7 separate regions of the Mus musculus genome follow, and regions 2, 3, 4, 5, 6 and 7 are each linked to region 1. A link is a contact called in public ChIA-PET, Hi-C, HiChIP or PLAC-seq and promoter capture Hi-C data. All regions are on one chromosome and are shown on one strand. Each heading gives the region's core, a stretch centred on a gene start, on an enhancer-like site or on the middle of the called end of the contact. The rest is flanking DNA. Distances are from core to core; before and after follow the strand shown.

Region 1 (2,700 bases), core at 146-2,645:
TACCTGGGAGACAGAAGCAGGCAGATTTCTTAGCCTAAGAACTGAGCACAGTGCCAGTCATGGCCAACTAGTGAGAAACCATCTTGAAAGTACTGGGGAAGGATTCTGCAGTTCTTAAGTGACACTAGGACCTCCGGAAAGACCTACGACGGCCTAGTGCTACAGGACTGCGATCTTAGCAAATCTGGGAGGCAGAGGCAGGAGGGTTCCAAGTTCAAGGCCTGCTGAGGCTGAGATTTCAAGGCTATCCTGGGCAACTTCTGGAGATCCTGCTAAAAAAATAGAAGCAAGCAAACTGGGGACACACAACTCAGTGGCGGGACTTGCCTAGGATGTACAAGGTTTAGGTTTAGTCTCTAAGACTGAACTCCTGCTCCCTCCCAAAGTAAAAAGGCCTCTTCAATGCCTGTCCTGTGTGAAAGGTGACTGGACTCACTGGCCTTTTAACATATACCAGTAAAACTATGCGCTCCCAAGTTGCGGAGTAATCGGGATGAACCCTAGCCCCACCCTGCTAAGGGGCAAAAACCATGTAGTTATTGGAATTTTTTTTTTTTCAGTCATTAAAACAGAAACTCAGGAAGGAGATCATTAGAAGGCTCTGAAAAGGCCAAACTACTGTGAGAGGACCGGAAGCTGAACCTTCAAAGTCCTGGTAACTCCTCCCTGTTCTAGTGAAGAGTGAACTTTAATGGAAAGTAACTCTTGCAGAAGTGTCAAAGACGTCCCAAAAGTTCAAAACCATCCCACATTGCTGAAAGGAGGCCAAGTGTGCGCATAAAACCCAAAGCCCTGCTGGGGAGGGTTAACTTTCAGAAACTTGTCTAACTTTAAAGGTGTCCCTCGCAAAGTTGGAAGGAAACTACCTGTGGGCTACTTCACTGTGGGATGGAAAGAGGGCGTCGCTCCGGGGCGCCGGGGGCCACCCTGACACCTGGGGGCCTTGGGTGGGGCACAGCCTGCTGGTCCCGCCGCCCTAAGGGGTCTGTGGGGGGCTGCGTCCCGCGCTGAGCGTAAAGGGGTGCAAGGGGCCCTGGAGTGCCGGGGCCCGCCCGCCCGGCCTCCGCGACCCTCCGGACCCCGCCCGCTGCAACTTACCCCGAGCAGGCACACTTTAAGTTCCCTCAGCGCCATGGCCCGGGAACCAGGGGTGCGGGCCCGCCGCCGCCCTAAGTTGAGGAGGGAGAGGCCCGGCCCAGCACCAGCATCCCCCGGCGCCGCCGCCTCACCGCCAAGTCCCGGCCGAGCACTCCGGGCGGCCGTGCGTCCGCCGCCGCCCTCCGGTCCGGCCGACCCCGTCACTTGTCCGGCGGAGTCACCTCAACAGCCGGGACACCGCCTTGGCCTCCCGGGCGCTACCGCCGCCGCCATCTTGGGACGCCAGCTGGGTCACCTGACCTCCCCGCCCACTTCGGCAGCCACCTTCTCCGCGAGGGCGGGGCGGCCGGCTCGCAGCTCACAGGCGGGTGGGCGGAGCACCAATGGGCGGAGCCTCAGCGTCGCCCCACCCTCCAGCTCCGCCTCAGCCCCATCTTCTCTAAGGAGTGGGCGGGGCGGGATGGGGCGTAATCTTGAAGCTACCACGCCTCTAGCTCCACCTTCCACCCGTCCCAAGATGGCGGCGGGTGAGTGAGGCCAGGCTGGTGGGCGGAGCGCGAGGGATGGGCGTGGCCTCTGGGCTCGCCCCCGCCTCCAGCCCCGCCCTCTGGCACATCCTAAGATGGCGGGTGAGTGGGGTCTAGGCTCAGGGGTCTCCGACGGCTCCCCTTCCCCTCCCCGAGAGCCCCCCTCACCCCACCTCCGCACGAGCCCGGGACTCGCCGCCCGCGCAGCCCCGTGTAGCTCCTTGTGTGTCTTTTGATTTTTTTTCAGAGATCCCTCTGTACTTTGTGGACTTGCAGGATGACTTAGAGGACTGTAAGTAACAGTTGGGGCGCCCCGCCCCTCCTTGGGTCCCTCCCAGAGGACTGTGGGGTGCACTTAGACGGGACAGGAGCCTCAGGTCGAGCCTATCTCGAGCCCGCTTCTTCTCAGGTGCCCTTCCCTCCTGGGCTAGGACTTGGGTCTGTTGGAAACTTTGTCTTCCTGTCACTTTCTCCTCTGGCTGCGCTAGGAGCTGTGAGAGGGAAAGCCAATCCCAACCTGGGAGGAACCTCCTTGGGTTCCTAGTTAGGGCTTGGGAGTGACGCCCTACTTGTGGGCCTGGCCAGCTCCATGTCTTCATGGAGCCCACTGCTTTCCATGTTTTGAGTGGGTCTCTTCCACTTGACCCTTCTCAGCCTCCACTTCTTCTCTGGAATTATTTTAAGAGACAGTAGCTGAGAGAGATGCCACCTTCGAAGTGCAAGTTCCAATTTGTGGCTAATGGACAAACGAAGCTTTGGCTTGTCTATCCAATATAGTTTTTCAGCGCCTACCTCTACTTGCTCGGGCCATTTGTTGGGCTTATGAATTTACAAAGATGAACTAGATCTCCCTCACAAGCCAGAGGGGAGCAGGAAAAAAAAAAAAAAAAAACCCAGGGAGGCTTGCTGGTGGTTGAGGTCAAATCACCTCAGATGACACAAATCACCACAGTCAACTGGGGCTTCCTGAGTCCCAGCCCTAGGAGTTACTTCTGTCCCCTTCCCTTCCCTACCTGAAACTCCCTGACAGGAGTTGATGTTGACTGAGAATGTTTGGTAGACCATTGCAGTGTTG
Region 2 (2,700 bases), core at 189-2,688, 600 kb before region 1:
GTGGAAGAAAAGCCAGAGTCTCAATGAACAGTGCAGACTGGCATTCCTGGGAACCTCTTGTGTACAGCGAGTACCCTGTGTCAACCCAACATGAAAAGACACTGCTAGAGCAAACGTTGTCAACATTGAAGAGCATCCTACAAAGGACTCAAAACAAGCTACAGAAAGCAGGGAATTTGGAGAGGATCAAGTTTTCTCGGGGTATGAATGGGACAGGGCGGGGTGTTGTGACGTGATCCAGTGATCAGAGAAAGGCTGTCTTCTGAGCACCTAGCAAAACATGAGCAGAACTGGCAAGGGCGTGGTAGCTCAAGGCCATTATTCCAATGTGTCCGTAGAATCCATTATAATACACATCTCCATATATGTAAACTTATAGCCCAACTCTCCAGAGCTGTATAGTCAGGCCAGCCAAATAGGTGTCGCTCCTTCCAAGTGAGATGGGCACCATCATGAACAGTAAAGGGGCCTCATGAGGCCTGTTGCCTGGTTCCCCAGGAGCGAGCATCCCCATGAGCCTTAGAAAGAGCCAATGCAGAGGTGGAAACCTCCGCTGAGCCTAGGAACATTCAGGATGAAGCAGGGTTTGCAGCCACACGGTAATATGTGCACGCATGGCGAACTTGGCTATACACGCAACAGCATCTTCATGTGAGCACAACAATGACAGAACAGCTGATGTTCCCTCACTAGGCCATTGTGTTTTGGGTAAGAAGAGAGAGTCTAGTACCTCGATGTGGAGCCATGGGGAGGAAGGGCCCTGATGAGGTGTTGAGACGAATCAATGTGCAAGAGCCCTGATGGGCAGTAGGCAAGTCTGAAGGCTCTGATGAGTCTGGGCACTGGGCGTGGCAATGCTGATAGACTGGGATGTTTCTGGGAAAGGCTGTGGTTGCCTCTAACAGGAGAACCTATATGTTCAGAAGGTCAGCCAGGGGCCATCCAGCAGAGCTCACCCCATCTGAGGGCTATGAGCCTGCCCATTGGCAATGTTTCCCACAAGCAGAGGAAAGCCTAGATCACTTGGCAGACGGATCTCAGAGGAGGCCTTGTTTGCCCAAAATACCTCCCTATACTCCCCCGAAATTCTTCACTTTCTCGAAAGGCAGAATGTTCATGTAATTTGAGGTGATTCTGGGTTGATGCCACCCTCTGAGAGAACAAATGTGCCCGAGTACCAGGCATTGGCACCTGCCTGCAAATGGAGCCATCTGTGGTCTGTGCCTTCACACCTAGGGAACATCTGTGCCCACAGGTCAGCAGAAAGGGGGGTCCTCAGCCTGTTGCCAAGGACCAGAGTGTTCAAGGCAGGGGGAGGGTGGGAGTGATGTAACCACCTAAGCTTCCCTAGAGCAAACTCCTCCAGGACAGGTTCCTAGGAAGGCTGGAGGAGGGGCAGAGAAGCCAGAGCCATCCCTCTTCCTGGATGGTGAGTCACTCTCTACTCTGCTAGGGCAAACAGCCCACAAGACTATGTCACCCATTGCCGTTCTTGCTCTGGGCCCCCAAGGTACAGCAAGGACAAGGTAGACATGGGTCTGTAGTGGAGAGTCCTGGAAGAGTGTGTAGAAGGGGCTTCTTAGAGGAAGAGCCATGTTAGTGGGGACAGGAAGTACATACAGCATGAGAAGAAGGCTTAGATCCCACAGAGCTGTCTTTACCCCGAGCTTGGATATTTACCAGGGATGGGGATGGGGCCACTGCATATTTCTCAGTCTACAATCTGGAAAGTTCTCTGGAGACAGCTAATTGAAGTCAAAATAGAAACCAGGACTCAGCAGGGGCTGATGGGACTGTCCTGGAGTGGTGTCACTACTTCACCCATGGAGGAGGTGACAGGGAGAGAATGGGATTCGTCCCACAGTCATGGTGGCTGAGCTCCTCTGGCTTAGGGCTGTGAGACACAGAGAGGGAGAGCAGGTGTGATGTGTAGGCCATCAGGCGGGTGGTTTAATGGATGCATCCCCAGACCCACGGATGGACGATGTTCACCTCAGTCCCTAAAGAACGTCAGTGCTCCAGAAGCGCGGAGCAGGGGGAGCTCCAGGCGGGCATGATGGGCTGATGCTGGAAGTTCAAAAAACAAATCACCCCCACCCCAATATCTGGTTCTGGGCAGTCGTGTGAGATGGTCTCAATACAACTGTGGACAAAGCTAGGGGTACGCAGTCCTTGGGGTGTTGCCAGGCTGATGGCGAGATCACTGTTGGCCAGAGAACCTCAGATGTGTAGGTGGCATCAGCAAAGGGAGCAGAGACCTCAGGGAGCCCTAGGCCCTCCGGGGCAGAGGGAAAGTGAGGGGCAGGGGAAGAGACAGACTTTCAGGGCTTGTAGGTCCCTGGGGAACATGGGTCAAGGGGGACTCTGACATCTTAGGAGGATTAGGGCATCATTATGCCATGGACAAGGAAATGGGGCTATGGCCTGCTGAGGGGTCACTCTCTAGGTTTGTCCTTTGGGACCAGGGAAGGGATTGTTTCTTCTCATGGAAAACACACACACACACACACACACACACACACGCACGCCGCCACCACCACCACTACCCAACACAACTGTTAGGTCAGAAAGCTTCCCAGAGCCACCCAAGGGTGCAATGGGGTATGTGTGGAGATGGGGGCAGGCTGCGAAAGGGGCCAGAAAGAGAGGCTTCCAGGGCCCCTCTTTTTCCAGCAGCAGTTGAAAAACTTGGCTTCCTTC
Region 3 (2,700 bases), core at 11-2,510, 680 kb after region 1:
AAAATTAATCACTACAAGAAAAGAAAAAAAAATGAATTTTGTACTAAATAGTTCACTTGGCCACAAAAAAATCATGCCTCTTTACCACAAAATATCAAGACTGAACCCAGCTTTCTCCAGCTGGCTGTTAATTTCACAAACCATCAGTTTAAAAAAAATATATATCTCAATCATTTTAAGCAACATTGGCACATTGCCTAAGGAGGAAAGCCAAGCTAAACAAAGAAGATGGGCAAAATGTTGAGTTTTAACAACCACACAATTCTCAACGTTTCTACTGTGTGTATGTGGGGGGGGGGATAGATCAGAAAATGGATTTTAAAACATTTACTATTTTCTAACACAATTTTTTTCAAAGTTTGGAATAGGCTGAGACAAATACTGAAGGTCAAGATATAGTCAGGTGAACCGTAGGAGAGTCTCTGTAGTTGGTTGTGAAGAAATTACTTACAATATGTTCATCTGTTCCCTTCAGGTTAAAAAAAAAAAAGTCTTATTATAAATTACTTAAAATGTGATGATGTCCTTGTTAGTTCTGAGAAATTAATTAGTGGTAGTTCAGAGAGTAAACGCTTTTCACTTTCTCTTTCCTCTTCTATCCCTCACTCCCAAACCTATTTTACACACACACACACACACACACACACACACACACAATTTTTTTTCAACATGGGGTTTCTCTGTCTAACAGCCCTGGCTATTCTGGAACTACTGATTTCAAACTCAGAAACCTGCCTGCCTCAGCCTCCCGGTGCTGAAATTAAAGCCCAGCTTTCATTTAAAACAAAAACAAAAACAAACAAAACAAAACAAGACAAAGCCCCATAAATCCAAAGCAAGTCTCAAGCTCTCTGACTATAAAGGACACTGATAAACCTAGGAACTAAGCCAGAGCGGGGCGCCTGGAACATTCTAGAAAACATCTGGTGTGTACAGGGTCCCGGTCACCACCAGGGAGCACTAGGGAGCACCGACTTCGGGGCTCGGACGTGGCCTCCGACGCTCTCCCCACGGAGGCCACCTCGGCGCCACGAGGAACCTTCCCGGGCTTTCCATGGCCCTGCCGAGCTGCTGTACCTAGAGGCCACGCGGGTGGCCCCGGCAGGGGTCTCCCCTGCGCCTCTCTTCACCATGGCCAACAGGGAAGCCCTGTGCCGATCCAGGGCGTCGAAGAACGAGGCCTCGGGCCCCATAGGCGCGAACGCCATAATGGCGGATGCGGAGCCGCTCTGAGGCCTCCTGCCCCTGCGAACCTTTCCGCGCTCTAGCCACGCGCATGCGCACTGCACCACTGACCGCGGGACAGCCCGCGGAGCAGAGTGCGCAGGCGCAGGGGCCTCTGAGGCGCCCCCCCAACACACACACACACACACACACACACACACACACACACACACACACACACACACACACACTACCCTTCAGGGAGGACATGAAGCTCTCAGATGCAGATCTCTGGGGTCGAGGTTTTCTTGGTCTGATAACTTAGGGGAAATAATACTTGCAAAGCTCTTTTGGGGGGTCATTTGGGGAGGTAATAATTACAACTTTTCACTAGGACGGTCATGGACCTGGGGATAGGTATGGGAGAAGGGAAACATTTCTGCCTGGTTTGGCTTCCTGCCTCTGTACCAGGTCCTCTCCACCTGCCTCCTCCTGTGTGCCGGGATTAAAGGCTTTTTACTGTCCAAAACATGTTTGGGATTTGCTTTTATTAAGAAGATTGTCGTTGGGGAAAGCTCGGCGTTAAGAATTTTAATGCACTTGTAGAGAGCCTAGGTTCATTCATTTCTTAGGACCCCCGCCAGGCAACTCATATCTGCCTAAAACTACACTTCCATGGGACCTCATGCCCTCTGGCCTCTGTGGGTTCCTGCATGCATGTGGTACTCACACATAAAAATATTTTTTTAAAAAAAGTGAATTTTTAAAAATATATAAAAAGTTGTTGCTTATCTGAAAATAGTATTTCCATCCTAAGCCTTAATAGCGTGAATATCACTTCCTCTCCTTGCAGACCTACGGTAAGACATGTCTCGCTTTATTCTCTCTGAGCCTTCTAGAGCAGAAGGTGGGATTTCTGAAGTCCTAGAGGAGCCTTGACTCTTAGAACCGTATCCTTAACAAAGAGAGACTGGGATGAGGTAAAAAACTGACTGGACCAAAGTGGCTTGAATCAAGGTGTATGAGAGATGCTGGGACTGATCCCGTGAGAGCCACCTGACCACAGGCCCCAGTTGATAGTTTTTATTTCTAATAGTCTAGTGGCAGAAATAACAGCCTCCTCTCTGCATGCCCATGCTGAGGCATCCCTTCCCTCTGAGGGACCAGCCACACTTCCCTATACTATTCTGTAGTATAGAATAGAGTTTATTTAGGGCATGGATGGGGAAGGGAGTTGAGAGAAAGGGGGGGTGGGGATAGAGGAGTAGAGGCTGGCTATGAGCACATGGGGGGGAGGAAGGGGGGAGGGAAATGGGGAAAGAGGGGGAAGAGGGGAAGAGAGCAAGGACAGGAGAGCAAGAGAGAGAGAGAGAGAGAGAGGAGGGGGCAAGCAACCCCTTTTATAATGAGTCAGGCCCAGCTGGCTATTGCCAAGTAACTATGGAGTGGAGCCTAGGCTAAAAGCCAACACTGCGTGTGTGTGTGTGTGTGTGTGTGTGTGTGTGTGTGTGTGTGTGTGTGTGTGTGAGACCTGTG
Region 4 (2,700 bases), core at 16-2,515, 760 kb before region 1:
TGTGGTGAACTCCACCTGTAAAATTACTTTTGTTGTTACTTCATAACTGTCATCTGCTACTGTTAGGAATCACAATGTGAATATGCAAGATATCTGATATGACCCCCACAGGGTCACAGCCCACAGGTTGAGAACTGCTGCTCTAGCGCCTAGCCTGCGATACCACACAAAAGCACTTAGCCCAACATCCAAATTAGCTAAATCCAACTCTATATATCCACCTCCGAGTTCCCAAGTGATGTAGTATGCTCTAGCATACAAACAGATGCCCAGGGTCTTATGTCCTACTGGTCAGCAGCTAGCTCTATAGGACCCCTGGAAGCTGCAACTGATGACTGACAGCTCCTGGTCCAGCAACCAACCAACCAACCACGGAGGGCTTCCCTCACTCGGTTCCAGAAACCCCTCACCTTTCCTCCATCACCCTCACTGCACCACTGACCACTCCACTGGTATACCTCACTGCATCCCATATTCATTCAAAGCTCATCTCACTTCCTGTAGAAAAGCCAAATTCCAGGGCCCCTACTCACTGTCCAGAAGGATATGGGAGGCTTAAGTCAGTCATACAGCTGGGTGGACTTCTGATTTCCTAACCCTGGTGTTTGGGGGGACACTGAACGATACCCGTTCCCCATCTCTCACCCAAATCTTGGACAGTCGGGGCTACGAGATCTTTCCTGTCCTGTACTCTAAGGATGAATGAAATCACCCAAAAGTGGAAAAAAAAGTTTGGTCTGTCCAGCACCGGAGAGTGTTTTCCCAACCCCAGAATGCTGCTGGAGTTTGGAGTTAGTTTGTTCACTGTATCACTGTGGTCCACTTCTCCCTTAGAGTCTGTCCTGCCCCCTCGGGCACCATGGCTTCTGCTTCGCAGAGATCAGCCCCAGGTGTCACTGGGAATCGGAATGCATGGGAAACTGAGGTCCCTAACGGGGCAGGACCGGCCCGAAGCCCTGAGTGCAGTTCCTGGACCCGCTTTGCTAGGGTCCGGGGTCGGAGGTCAGGGAGTCAAGGGTCACGGGTCCCCGTACCCGGGTCTGGCCGGAGCAGGAGCCGCGAGGACAGGACACAAACCCGGCTTCCTGGCGGAACGCCTACGGCCCTCTCACCTGGCCGCCGTCTGCCTCTTCGCCCCACTCTGAGGCATTCCCGAAGTAGTCTTCTCCCATAATTGTACCCGGCGCCGGACCCGCCATATCTGCCGCGTCTCCTCACTGCGCGTGCGCCGGACACAACAAATGGAAGAGCGCGTGCGCGGTTCTGGGCCTCAGGCAAGGCTAGAGAGGCGGAGTTGGAAAGGGGCGTGGTTACAGAGGAGGCGTGGCCTAGTCTTTGGCCTGCTGGGCGGGGAAACACCTTGTAGGATCTCTCATGAGCAAGATGGCTTGAGTCACAGCTTTATGTCTGCCCAGAACACTTCCAAGTTACCTTTTCTCCTTTTTAAGACAGGGTCTCGCCGGGCGCGGTGGCGCACGCCTTTAATCCCAGCACTCGGGAGGCAGAGGCAGGCGAATTTCTGAGTTCGAGGCCAGCCTGGTCTACAAAGTGAGTTCCAGGACAGCCAGAGCTATACAGAGAAACCCTGTCTCAAAAAAAAAAAAAAAAAAAAAAAAGACAGGGTCTCACTCGGAAGTGCAAGCATGCTTCCAGTTGCTATAAAAACCTCGAACCTTCAGTGAGCTTAAGCTTTGCCTGGACAGTGCAGCTGCCAACCGAGCAGGTATCACAGAAATGTTCGGATTTCTTTTACTATGGGCAAAAAGTACTCGGTGCATTGCAGAGCGAGATATAAAACATATTTCCAGTGGAGGAGGCCCTACAGCCTACAAAAGCCATGACTGGGCTCTGGAAAAGTGGACCCACTGAACACCTAGACTGAAGATACCTGGAGAGGCCTCCTGGCAGGTGGCCCCAAATCATCGATCGGGGAGGTTAACACCATGGGCTCTGGATGCAGACAGTGAGGAGAGGCTAGAGAAAAGAGCCAGCCATGTAGTACAGTCCTCAGGCACTGTCTGCAGAGCTGTTGGAATGCTATTTTACTTCTTCCTTCCTTCCATCATTTGACAAGTGTTTGTTGAATAACTCCTAAGTGCCTGGATCATTGATAACACCTGGAGTACAGTGACGTACTCAGGGACGAGATCCTTGCCACTTTGCCACCCATGATCCGAGGGAGCTAGCCTGCAAACAAAGGGGAGAAATGATAATACTGGATAACCAAAGTAAATAGTCTGTAATGATAGAAGAGACTTTCCCAAGATGCTCAGGGTGGCTCTTTCCATTCCAAATAACCTGGTGAAGAAAGTCCCCCACCAGAGCTTGTGGCACCCTGCATTGTAGTTGATGCCAGAGCCACCCAAGGTGACAACCACTTGCAAGGCTTTAGTCCGATGGCACATTGAAGCACTAGACACAGAGTTAGCAGGTAGTCAGCAGGAATTAGTTATTATAAAAGTTCATCTGGATTTTTGTTTAAGGAAAGTGATGGAACAGATATATCTGGAATGTCTAGCTATTTGCTACACCCAAAGAGGACTTATGGAGAGGAGGGAGGAAACCAGAGTTGCAGGGAGTGAGGAGGAAGGTGGAAAGGCAAGGAATGGTCTGGTAAGAGGCTACTTAGACTTCCAGTCTGTACACTCACAGATAGCCCAGCAGGAGGTAGGTTTCTGCCTGGGGACAAAGATGTGTTCA
Region 5 (2,700 bases), core at 87-2,586, 940 kb before region 1:
CCAGGCCTGGATAATTAAGTACACAGCATTAGCCGCAGGGCCAGGTATAGCATCAATGCTAATTGTAGTATTGTTGAGAAAAGGATTATCCTCCAAGGACTCTCTCTGGTCCTAGGGCATCTCAGTAGACACAGTCCCAAGGGGATGCTTCCTTCTCTCCATAGAGCAACACCAAAGCTTTGGAGGAGGTTATCTGAGGAGACAGGAGCCCTGTGGCTTGCTGGGAATACACAGATCAAGGTGGCAGGTCACGCACACATCACCACGCCCCATAGCCTCATGTATCCACCTCCACACCAGCCCCCTCACATCCACATCCGAGAAGAGAGAACACGAGAACTCGGGTGTGCACTCACCCCAGCCCACGTGCGCTGGGAACACAAGGGGCTATCAACCTGTTACCCTTGCCCCTGTTAGAAGCCCATGGGCAATGGGGGACTGCTCATGGATCTCCCACCTAGGTGAGCCTGCCAGGAGGGCCAAGTGTATTTGCATATAATTTGCATGTGTTGACACAACCCTTCCCATCTCTGCACAGAGCTTTCCCAAGCTAACCTGTTATTACTGCCTCTCTGAAGTTGGCGCCGCCGCTCGCCCACCCACTGCCAGTGAGTACTACGCATGGAGACGGTCTAGGAGCTGGCAGATCAGATCAGATCACTTCAGCAACTCGCACAGCCTCACAGCCTCAGTTTCTCCTCTGGACAATGCATACCAAGACAGCTCTGTACAAAAACTCCCGATGTAAAATGTCCAGAGTGAAGTATTGCTTGCATGGAGGGAGCTCTTGATTTGCAGCACAGGGCTCAGAACGGCCTCTGGGTGAAGAAGTCGGTTCCCTAGGCCTCAGTGACTAGTTGTCACAAACTCAAAACTACAGGACTCTTAGTTAAATTGATATTTCCTGGGAACAGTTGAGTAGTGTTTTAGGAAGAACTGCTTCTATACGACCTTCTTGTATCAAGACAATAGTCACTGTTTAATTGAAATTTAAAATTTAGCCGGGTGTCCTAGATTTTTATCTAAACGCCTTACCTGGGGCCGAGGCCAGGGGGCTCCTGTCATTACTAATATCCTGTTTTCTTACTGTTCTTACAAAGCTCTGGGGGACATGGTCTCTGTTTCCCAAATGTCCTGCTTCCTACTCTCGGATAGGAAGCAGGGGGGGCAGGAGGCTTCATGTGAGGTGAATTGAGAATTGTTGAGGGGGAGGGGAGGGAACACATGCTTCCTAATCTAGGTACAAAGCTAGTCTGTGCTCCCCTCTACTCTCTGTGAAGAGACTGGGCGGTTATCACTGTGAACGTGAGGCCCATGCTTCCTGTGGTGAAGAGCGCGAGTGTTTTCATCAACAGAACTGGTTTCTAGGGCCTCCTCACAGGATGTGAGGCCTGTGGCAGGTCACAGAGGAAGAGGCAAGCTGTGGCAGGGGCTACAGCTTGGGGCGGGAGGGCTGGTGGTGGAAGGGGGCTGCATGTGGGCCAGGCTGTGTCAGTCCAGGGGCTGGAGCAGGAATCCAGCCCCATGGTTATCTACAGAGAGCTCTCCGTCAGGCTGCATTCTGCTTTCCTTGATTCATATTCGGTATGATGCTAGACTTACTCCATTACAGTCTTTAAGTCTTTATCTAAGCTAGGCACCATGCAGGATGGGGCAGAGCTCAGCATCTGAGGTTAAGCCCCAGTTCTACTGGCTCCTCAGAGCCATGACTGAAGGAGCCAGGGATGGAAGTGTGGCTCAGTTGGTAGAGCGCTTGTCTAGCATGCATCAGGCCCTGGGTTTGTGATCTGCAGAGTGCATAGCACACCTGTCATCCCACCATCAGAAGGTGGCAGCAGGAAGATCAGACTGTCTAGGTCATTCTCAACTATGTAGCACGTTCCGGACCATCCTAGGCTACCTGAGAACCAGGAAAGACTAGAGAACGCCCGTCAAGCTTGCCTATGAGCCATGTGTGGTAACTAGGGAGAGCTCTGCATCTAAGGGCTTTGCCAGGACAAGCTTTTCACCCTGGGGAACAGGGACACTATTAGAAAACATGTGGCTCACCCAAGAGTGACAGTTTCCTTCGAGATTTGTGAAGAAGAGGAATTGTACGGTAAGACCAGAGGATAGATCATGGAGTGTATTGAGAGATAAAAATCCAAAACTTAAAACACAAGACTCCACATTCTTCCCATAAAGTAGCACTGGGCAGGCCCCACCCTTCGGGCAAGTTGCAAAGATGACGTAACACAAGGCATCACTTTTCCCTGCCCCCACCACCTTCATGAGACAGATCTTCCTTCTGGGAACATATGTTTCCACCATGTCTGCTTCCATGTGAATGGTTAAACCCTAAGCATCCACAGCAGCTGGGGCACTGAAGTAACCCCTTGGGCTCTCACAGGTTGCTAATGGCATGCTATGGTCAGACCTCCAACAGAGGCCAGGCACCTCGAAAAACCATTTTCCTCTTGGCTTCACCAAGATGTAACTGTGTACCTGTGGTTCAAGTATGGCTAGCCTAGAAGGGACCAGAGGATTTCATAACTAATGGAGACCTGTCCTTCGCATCTGTCCCTCATGAACAGTGTGCCCCGCCTATAGCATCCATCTAGCCCCCTTCTCCTAGGTCGAAGGTGCTTCAGAGGAGGACTGAAAGAAAGTGGCCAGGGAACTTGAGGTGTGTAGGGGCTAAAACACACTCAGGCCTATGAA
Region 6 (2,700 bases), core at 183-2,682, 660 kb after region 1:
ACATTCTCCAGGCTCCTCTGTGGCTGGTGAGTTGGCTCAGGTAGTAAAGACACTTGGTGTGCAAGCCTGGAAACCCGAGTTCGACCCTCAGAACCAACAGAAAGGCAGGCGAGAACTCCAAAGTTGTCCTCTGCCCAGATGTGGACTGTGACACGCATGCATGGCCATACACACAACAGGCAGAGAAAGTTTAGGGTTAGTCAGGTGAGCTGGCACAGGTGATCTCTGCACTTGGGAGGCAGGGTCAGGAGGAGCAGGCCATCCCTGACTGTACAGAAATCTGAGGACAGCCTGGTCTACAAAAGAGCCCATTTAAAGAAAAGGATTTGCACGGTCTAACACTGAATGTAATTGACAACTGTGTCGTTGCCAAGGAAACCATCTGTGCACTGTGACTCCAGACTCCCATATGCTTTTGCCACATTTCAAGCTGTTACTAAAAAGCAAATTCTTAAAACCCAGACTTCCACCAAGTCAGCCACCTCTCCAAAAGCGAGGCTAAGGCCCGAGCAATCCACAGCCTAATGAGGGTCGCTTCCTTAAAATAACAAGGAAAGGGAAACTGCAAGGAACTGTGGGAGCGCATTTGACTCCTGCTGCCTTCGAGACAGCCACGATGTGTCAGAGCCACCATAAGGTGCACATTCACGTCTCAGAAGACGGCTCGGGAGACAACTCTCGGGGCTGAGGACTACAAGCCTGTCTGTACAGGGAGAGGGATGCACAGACACGCAGCCAGGGCTATGTTTCTCCGGAGCGTGAGTTAGTCTTGATTTTCACCGGAAAAACTAACTCCTCCATCCTGGAGTTAGGAAACGAAACGACCCCCAGTGTGTGCTGGGATCCGCACGCTCCTCTCCCGTGCAATTTACTTGAGGACTTAGTTTCAGATCACCATGCGCACGTGAGAAGAGCAAGGGCGTACCGGGTGCCCTGCAGCGGGGGTGAAGAGGCGGTCGGACCTCTGGCAGGCAGCGCAGCCATCTCTCCAGCTCCCGTAGCTCTCAGGGGCCTTTCTCCTGGCTGACTGGGTTAGCTCGGGCTGCTCCCAAGCGTCCGACCACGCCCGCCGGCTCGGCCGTGCCCCTCCCATCCGCGCACGCCGCGGTCCCCCACCGTCCCCTCACCCCCGTGGCCTGGGCGGTGTGCGCACGCGGAGAGGCCCGGCCTACCTAGCGGAGCGCACGGGGTCCGGCTGCAGAGAGGGGCTCGGTCTCCTCACGCGGGCCCGGGCTTCCCGGAGGGAGCGCGGCGGCCGCCTGAGGAACACGCACGCGGCGGGGCCCGAAGCCACGGACCTGCTCTGGCGCGGGGCAGAGGGGGCGCAGCCGGGAGACCCCAGACCGCCGAGTCGTCCGCCTCAAGCCGGTGGAAACTGCCCCGTTACCACAGAAGCACCGCGCACGCGCCACGAGCCACTTCCGGGACTGCCCGGAAAGCGTCAGAGCACGGCGTCCCGCCCCTCTCAAGGCGGGCGCACATGCGCAGAAGCCCTGCTGAGGGCGAGAGGAAGTGTTTATGCCAGCAGTTGTGCGTTTGTGGAAAGTCGGCCAGCGCAGTTGCCAGGCAACTAGTTGAGAGAGGGCGTTGTTTTCGCGTGTGTATCGTTATATTGATTGTTGTTTAAACGTCTAAAGATGATCGTGGAGCCGAAGAGATGGCTCAGCGGCCAAGAGCAGTGGCTTCTTGGGGAAGACCCAGATTCTATTCCCAACACCTACTGGACGGCTCACAGGTCCAAGAGAACCAACACCAGTTCTTGGAGAACTGACGCCCTCTTCTGGTCTCTGTGGTCATTGCACGCAGTGGTGCTTAAACTTCTTCAGGCAACATACTCATATACATGTAAAAACAAAAAACAAACAAACAAACAAACAAAAAAAGAGTTCCCCAGCTCAGATCTAGCACTGTCCTCTGAGAGGCTGCCTACTTGGAACATCCCGAGCGGTATGATAAGGGGAATGGTTCCTACTCCCTGAGATGTTTAAGATTTATTTCCGTGCATGGATGTTGTCCCTGTGTGTATGTATATGCACCACATGCTTGGGGAGGCATGAAAACTGTGTAGGAGCCCCTGGAACAGGAGTTACAGATAGTCGAACCATCATGTGGGTACTGGGAACCGAACCATGGCTCTCTTCAAGAGCAACAAGTACACTTAATTACTGAGCCCCATGTACTAATAGGTCAGTATTAAGCCTGTTTGAAACACAAAAGTCCTGCTCTATGAAACATTCCACATAGAGTGTTTAAGGTGTCAGATAAAATGACAACATAGTTAGCTAGATTCCAGAATGGGGGTTCCAATGAACCAATCAGGGAAAGCGGTTTTAGAGAGAGAGAAAGGACAAGTGTCAGTGAGGAAGAACAAAATGTGATTGGTCCCTACAAAATTAGTTTCCTTGTTGGGCAACTTGGCAGGCCTTCCAATCCCTGCACGCAGGAGGTAGAGGCAGGGGGTGGGGGGGGGCGTCTCTGTGAGTTCTAGGCCAATCAGAACTACACAGAAATGTTCTGTCTCCAAAACAATTTTTAAAAATGTAAGGCAGGAACAGGGTTACAGAACAATGGAATAAAAACTGGCCGCTGGTTACCTGTCTTAAGGGACCTCAGTACAACACAGAGGAAACAGGCCTGTCTAGGACACTTGGTGATCATCTACTTACTCCCATCCCCTGAGAAGTCAAATAACAAGGTTTA
Region 7 (2,700 bases), core at 182-2,681, 780 kb before region 1:
CATTATTTAAAGTGTATATTTTGTTAATTTTAAAACTCCACTCATTCATTTGCTCGTTATCTGTGCCAGGGATTGAACTTGGGACCGTGAGCACACTGAGTACACACTCTCCCGATAAACGCTGCTGCCCTATTGTGCTCTTCACTAGACCTTGCCTGTGGGATGCCATAGAATCGCCAAGACCAATTGTCCCCTTCCTGCGAGAGAGAGCCCATGTGGAACCCACGTGGGAGGCGACACTCCCCCAGAGTGGACCGAAGGGCTCTAAGGTCAATGCATGGTCACTACTGGGGAGAACTGGCTTAGGGAACTCAGGTCTCTGCCTGGGCCTTGGGAGGCCCTCATTCCTACCAGGCTACTTACCACCCAGCAGAAGGGAGAGGTTGCCATGACCCCCCAGGATGAAAGATTTCAACATACAGATGCCAGTGTTCATTTGCCTCCGTGACTACTTTATAGCAACAGGGAACAAAACTCTTGCGTTGTTAAGGGTAGCCCCAAGTTTGCTTCTGAGGTCTTGTTCTGCTCTCTGACAGGAGGTATCCAGCAGGCTTTTGAGTCTTGTTGGAATCCTGGGTGATCTGGAAAGGCAGGCAGCAAGACAGCCATTATGATTTCTGACTGCCCCTATCCACAGACAGAGGAATGGCTGTAGCCCCACTGGCCATCGCGCATCAGGAATCTCACACCCACCACCTGGAGAGAGCCTGAGATAAAACACCAGGGGATGTTTCTTACAGAAGAAGAGATAGCTTTGTGGCCTGGGACTGCTGACAATAGCTCACGGGGCACAGGGGGAAGGGGAAATTCTCCCATTACGAAACCTAGGCTGGCCAGGTCCCACTTCTTTCTCAGTTCCTCATCTTGGAAGAGTCTGGTTAGCAGGGACCCTTTCCAGAACCCCAGGGACTCACGATATATGTGCCAAGTGAAAAAAAAGAAAAAAAAGAAAAAAGAAAAGAGTAATCCTGGAAGGATCCTTCTCTGTGAAGGAGAGCTGTCTCTTCAGGAAAAGCCTGGGTCTTGGGGGGTGGAGAGGAGGGGCTCAGAAAGCCAGGCTAGAGTCCAATGCTGGGTATGACCCACACCTTCTTCCAGCCTCAGGATATCTCTGTGCGCTCCTAGGGAGACCTAACCTAATGGGACACTGCACCACACTCCAGAGCAGAGAAACAAAAGAATCTGGGCTGAGTGGGCCAATGGAAGCCTGCTGAGCCCTACCCTGCTCCAGGATGCCTGGGTCTCTGAATAGTAAACTTAAGTTTTGCTGTCAGTCCGTGTTATCACAATGGCTGGTGGCACTGTCAGGTCTGGGGTCTGGTTGTGTGACCCCAGGTTCTGCTGATCCGGTTGTTTGATTCCTAGTGAGGCAGATTATCTCCTGGGGGCTGCCGAGCGGGGCGGGGCGGGGGCAGGAGCAGCGGGGAAGGCCCCGCCCTCGGGGTGTGTCCAACTTGGGCGCCTCCTAAAGGACCGGGCGGGGCGTCCCGAGCGCGTGGGCCTGCGGGTCGGGTCAAGAGGTCGAAGGTGCTGCGCGTGATCCAGGATCCGAATTGGCCCGGAGCAGGAGCATGGCGTCGTCGGGGTCGGTGCAGCAGCTGCCCCTGGTGCTGCTGATGTTGCTGTTGGCGAGTGCGGCACGGGCCAGACTCTACTTCCGCTCGGGCCAGACTTGCTACCATCCCATTCGCGGGGACCAGCTGGCTCTGCTGGGGCGCAGGTGGGCGCGGGGCTGTGCCTAGGGAGGAAAAGGGTCAACTTCTAGGCCAGGCGCGCACCCCCTGACACTTGGGACCTTGCCCCATCCTCCCTCATTAGGCCTGGGAAGCACAAATCCCATCCCTTCCTTTTGGGATGATTTTCACATCCGGGGAGCTCTGGGGTTTGCTGGTTTGGGCAGTTCTCGCCTCTACTGCCTTTGTTAGTGAGCATTAGCGTATTTCGGAGATGCTCTGTCACATTCAGCTTCCAATAGTCCTGGGTTCTGCTGGTGGCTCTTCTGGGTCAAGTTCTGAACCGACCACAGTTTGGGAAGAAGGCCAACAGGAGAAATGACTGGATTTGTGGCCCTGGTGGGGGTAGGGAGAGGGGAGGCCCTATGCGTTCCAGAGTTGGTTTCCATTGCCATGATGTCCTCCCAGGACTTATCCTCGGCCGCATGAGTACCTGTCCCCAGCGGATCTCCCCAAGAATTGGGACTGGAGAAATGTGAACGGTGTCAACTATGCCAGCGTCACCAGGAACCAGCACATCCCACAGTACTGTGGTTCCTGCTGGGCCCACGGCAGCACCAGTGCCATGGCAGGTAGGTGGCCTGGCGCTCCATGCTAAGCCTAGGGCAGGGCCAGTATCTTGGCCAGGTGGGTGGCTGCACTTCACCATCCAATCTACCTTTAGGTGAGCCATGATAGCCATAGCCCGGGGCTACAGGGGCCCATGGCCCTGTACCATGATTCAGACTTGGATTTCCCCTCAGCCAGAGTGAGGTGGCTGTGTCATTCTGGAGTTCTCTCCTGTGGGCCTACTAGGGCCTCTGTGGGACAGGCTTGGGCTGGAATCTGGTGACAAGTGGCTCCCAGGAACCTTCCCTTCCTCAGAACTTGTGACTTCAGCCATTGAGAACCATGGGACCGGTGTTGCAAAATCACTGAGTTCACAGTTGGTTTGTGGGGCGTGGAAGTGAAACTGCTTCTCAGTAGC

The links. Promoter capture Hi-C pulls out the DNA fragments that hold promoters and counts their contacts. A called contact is a pair of places that touch in the nucleus more often than the background predicts. ChIA-PET counts read pairs in DNA pulled down with a chosen protein or histone mark. HiChIP or PLAC-seq counts read pairs in DNA pulled down with a chosen protein or histone mark.
Region 2: a contact with region 1 is called in an H3K27ac HiChIP or PLAC-seq map of trophoblast stem cells, with 4 times the contacts expected there. The contact joins the enhancer-like site here to the promoter of Rab22a in region 1. A contact is called at or near these places in 10 of 39 promoter capture datasets (the HPC-7 cell line, cranial neural crest, embryonic stem cells and 5 more), 6 of 115 datasets of contacts at active chromatin or transcription factors (craniofacial prominence, embryonic limb bud, embryonic stem cells and 2 more) and 1 of 9 other capture datasets (embryonic stem cells).
Region 3: a Hi-C map of CD8 T cells shows a contact between it and region 1, with 5 times the contacts expected there. The contact joins the promoter of Spo11 here to the promoter of Rab22a in region 1. A contact is called at or near these places in 1 of 39 promoter capture datasets (liver), 1 of 484 Hi-C or Micro-C datasets (CD8 T cells) and 2 of 115 datasets of contacts at active chromatin or transcription factors (memory CD8 T cells and pancreatic cancer cells).
Region 4: a promoter capture Hi-C map of embryonic stem cells shows a contact between it and region 1, with 2.2 times the contacts expected there. The contact joins the promoter of Nelfcd here to the promoter of Rab22a in region 1. A contact is called at or near these places in 5 of 39 promoter capture datasets (embryonic stem cells, erythroid cells, hippocampal neurons and 2 more), 7 of 484 Hi-C or Micro-C datasets (CD4 T cells, the G1E-ER4 cell line, LSK cells and 4 more) and 2 of 9 other capture datasets (adipose tissue and liver).
Region 5: a contact with region 1 is called in an RNA polymerase II ChIA-PET map of memory CD8 T cells, with 19 read pairs. The contact joins the enhancer-like site here to the promoter of Rab22a in region 1. A contact is called at or near these places in 4 of 39 promoter capture datasets (the C10 cell line, hippocampal neurons, neutrophils and 1 more), 3 of 484 Hi-C or Micro-C datasets (B cells, CD4 T cells and CD8 T cells) and 1 of 115 datasets of contacts at active chromatin or transcription factors (memory CD8 T cells).
Region 6: a promoter capture Hi-C map of pre-B cells shows a contact between it and region 1, with 4 times the contacts expected there. The contact joins the promoter of Rae1 here to the promoter of Rab22a in region 1. A contact is called at or near these places in 5 of 39 promoter capture datasets (the C10 cell line, erythroid cells, liver and 1 more), 8 of 484 Hi-C or Micro-C datasets (CD4 T cells, the G1E-ER4 cell line, double positive thymocytes and 4 more), 5 of 115 datasets of contacts at active chromatin or transcription factors (bone marrow-derived macrophages, large pre-B cells, memory CD8 T cells and 2 more) and 2 of 9 other capture datasets (adipose tissue and liver).
Region 7: an H3K27ac HiChIP or PLAC-seq map of bone marrow-derived dendritic cells shows a contact between it and region 1, with 6 times the contacts expected there. The contact joins the promoter of Ctsz here to the promoter of Rab22a in region 1. A contact is called at or near these places in 4 of 39 promoter capture datasets (the C10 cell line, liver and pre-B cells), 2 of 484 Hi-C or Micro-C datasets (Th1 cells and embryonic stem cells), 2 of 115 datasets of contacts at active chromatin or transcription factors (bone marrow-derived dendritic cells and embryonic stem cells) and 1 of 9 other capture datasets (liver).

What each region holds. Positions count from the first base shown.
Region 1 is chr2:173,658,540-173,661,239 of GRCm38.p6, reverse strand. Rab22a (RAB22A, member RAS oncogene family) reads right to left here and starts at 1,395. Exons shown (of 7, transcript NM_024436.3): 1 at 1,099-1,395. The coding sequence starts at 1,134. It also overlaps the pseudogene Ppp4r1l-ps.
Region 2 is chr2:174,262,014-174,264,713 of GRCm38.p6, reverse strand. No RefSeq gene overlaps it. Among named protein-coding and RNA genes, the nearest start is that of Mir296, 3.8 kb to the left of the region's middle. Within about 2 kb of position 1,438, at least 28 of the 459 cell types and tissues checked have an H3K27ac peak or open chromatin away from gene starts, as enhancers often do. A contact at or near this core is called in trophoblast stem cells, where this site is marked.
Region 3 is chr2:172,978,402-172,981,101 of GRCm38.p6, reverse strand. It overlaps Spo11 (SPO11 meiotic protein covalently bound to DSB), which reads right to left and starts at 1,260. Exons shown (of 13, transcript NM_012046.2): 1 at 1,078-1,260. The coding sequence starts at 1,208. Gm52538 (a long non-coding RNA gene) reads left to right here and starts at 1,982. Exons shown (of 3, transcript XR_003953974.1): 1 at 1,982-2,024.
Region 4 is chr2:174,414,369-174,417,068 of GRCm38.p6, reverse strand. Nelfcd (negative elongation factor complex member C/D, Th1l) reads right to left here and starts at 1,265. Exons shown (of 15, transcript NM_020580.3): 1 at 1,113-1,265. The coding sequence starts at 1,199.
Region 5 is chr2:174,601,112-174,603,811 of GRCm38.p6, reverse strand. Gm46781 (a long non-coding RNA gene) reads left to right here. Exons shown (of 2, transcript XR_003953979.1): 2 at 539-1,000. It also overlaps a transcript of Zfp831 not described here. Among named protein-coding and RNA genes, the nearest start is that of Gm46781, 4.6 kb to the left of the region's middle. Within about 2 kb of position 1,336, at least 105 of the 459 cell types and tissues checked have an H3K27ac peak or open chromatin away from gene starts, as enhancers often do. A contact at or near this core is called in B cells, CD8 T cells, memory CD8 T cells and 1 more, where this site is marked.
Region 6 is chr2:172,998,849-173,001,548 of GRCm38.p6, reverse strand. It overlaps Rae1 (ribonucleic acid export 1), which reads right to left and starts at 1,432. Exons shown (of 12, transcript NM_175112.5): 1 at 1,173-1,432.
Region 7 is chr2:174,437,770-174,440,469 of GRCm38.p6, reverse strand. It overlaps Ctsz (cathepsin Z), which reads left to right and starts at 1,431. Exons shown (of 6, transcript NM_022325.5): 1 at 1,431-1,720; 2 at 2,142-2,305. The coding sequence starts at 1,572.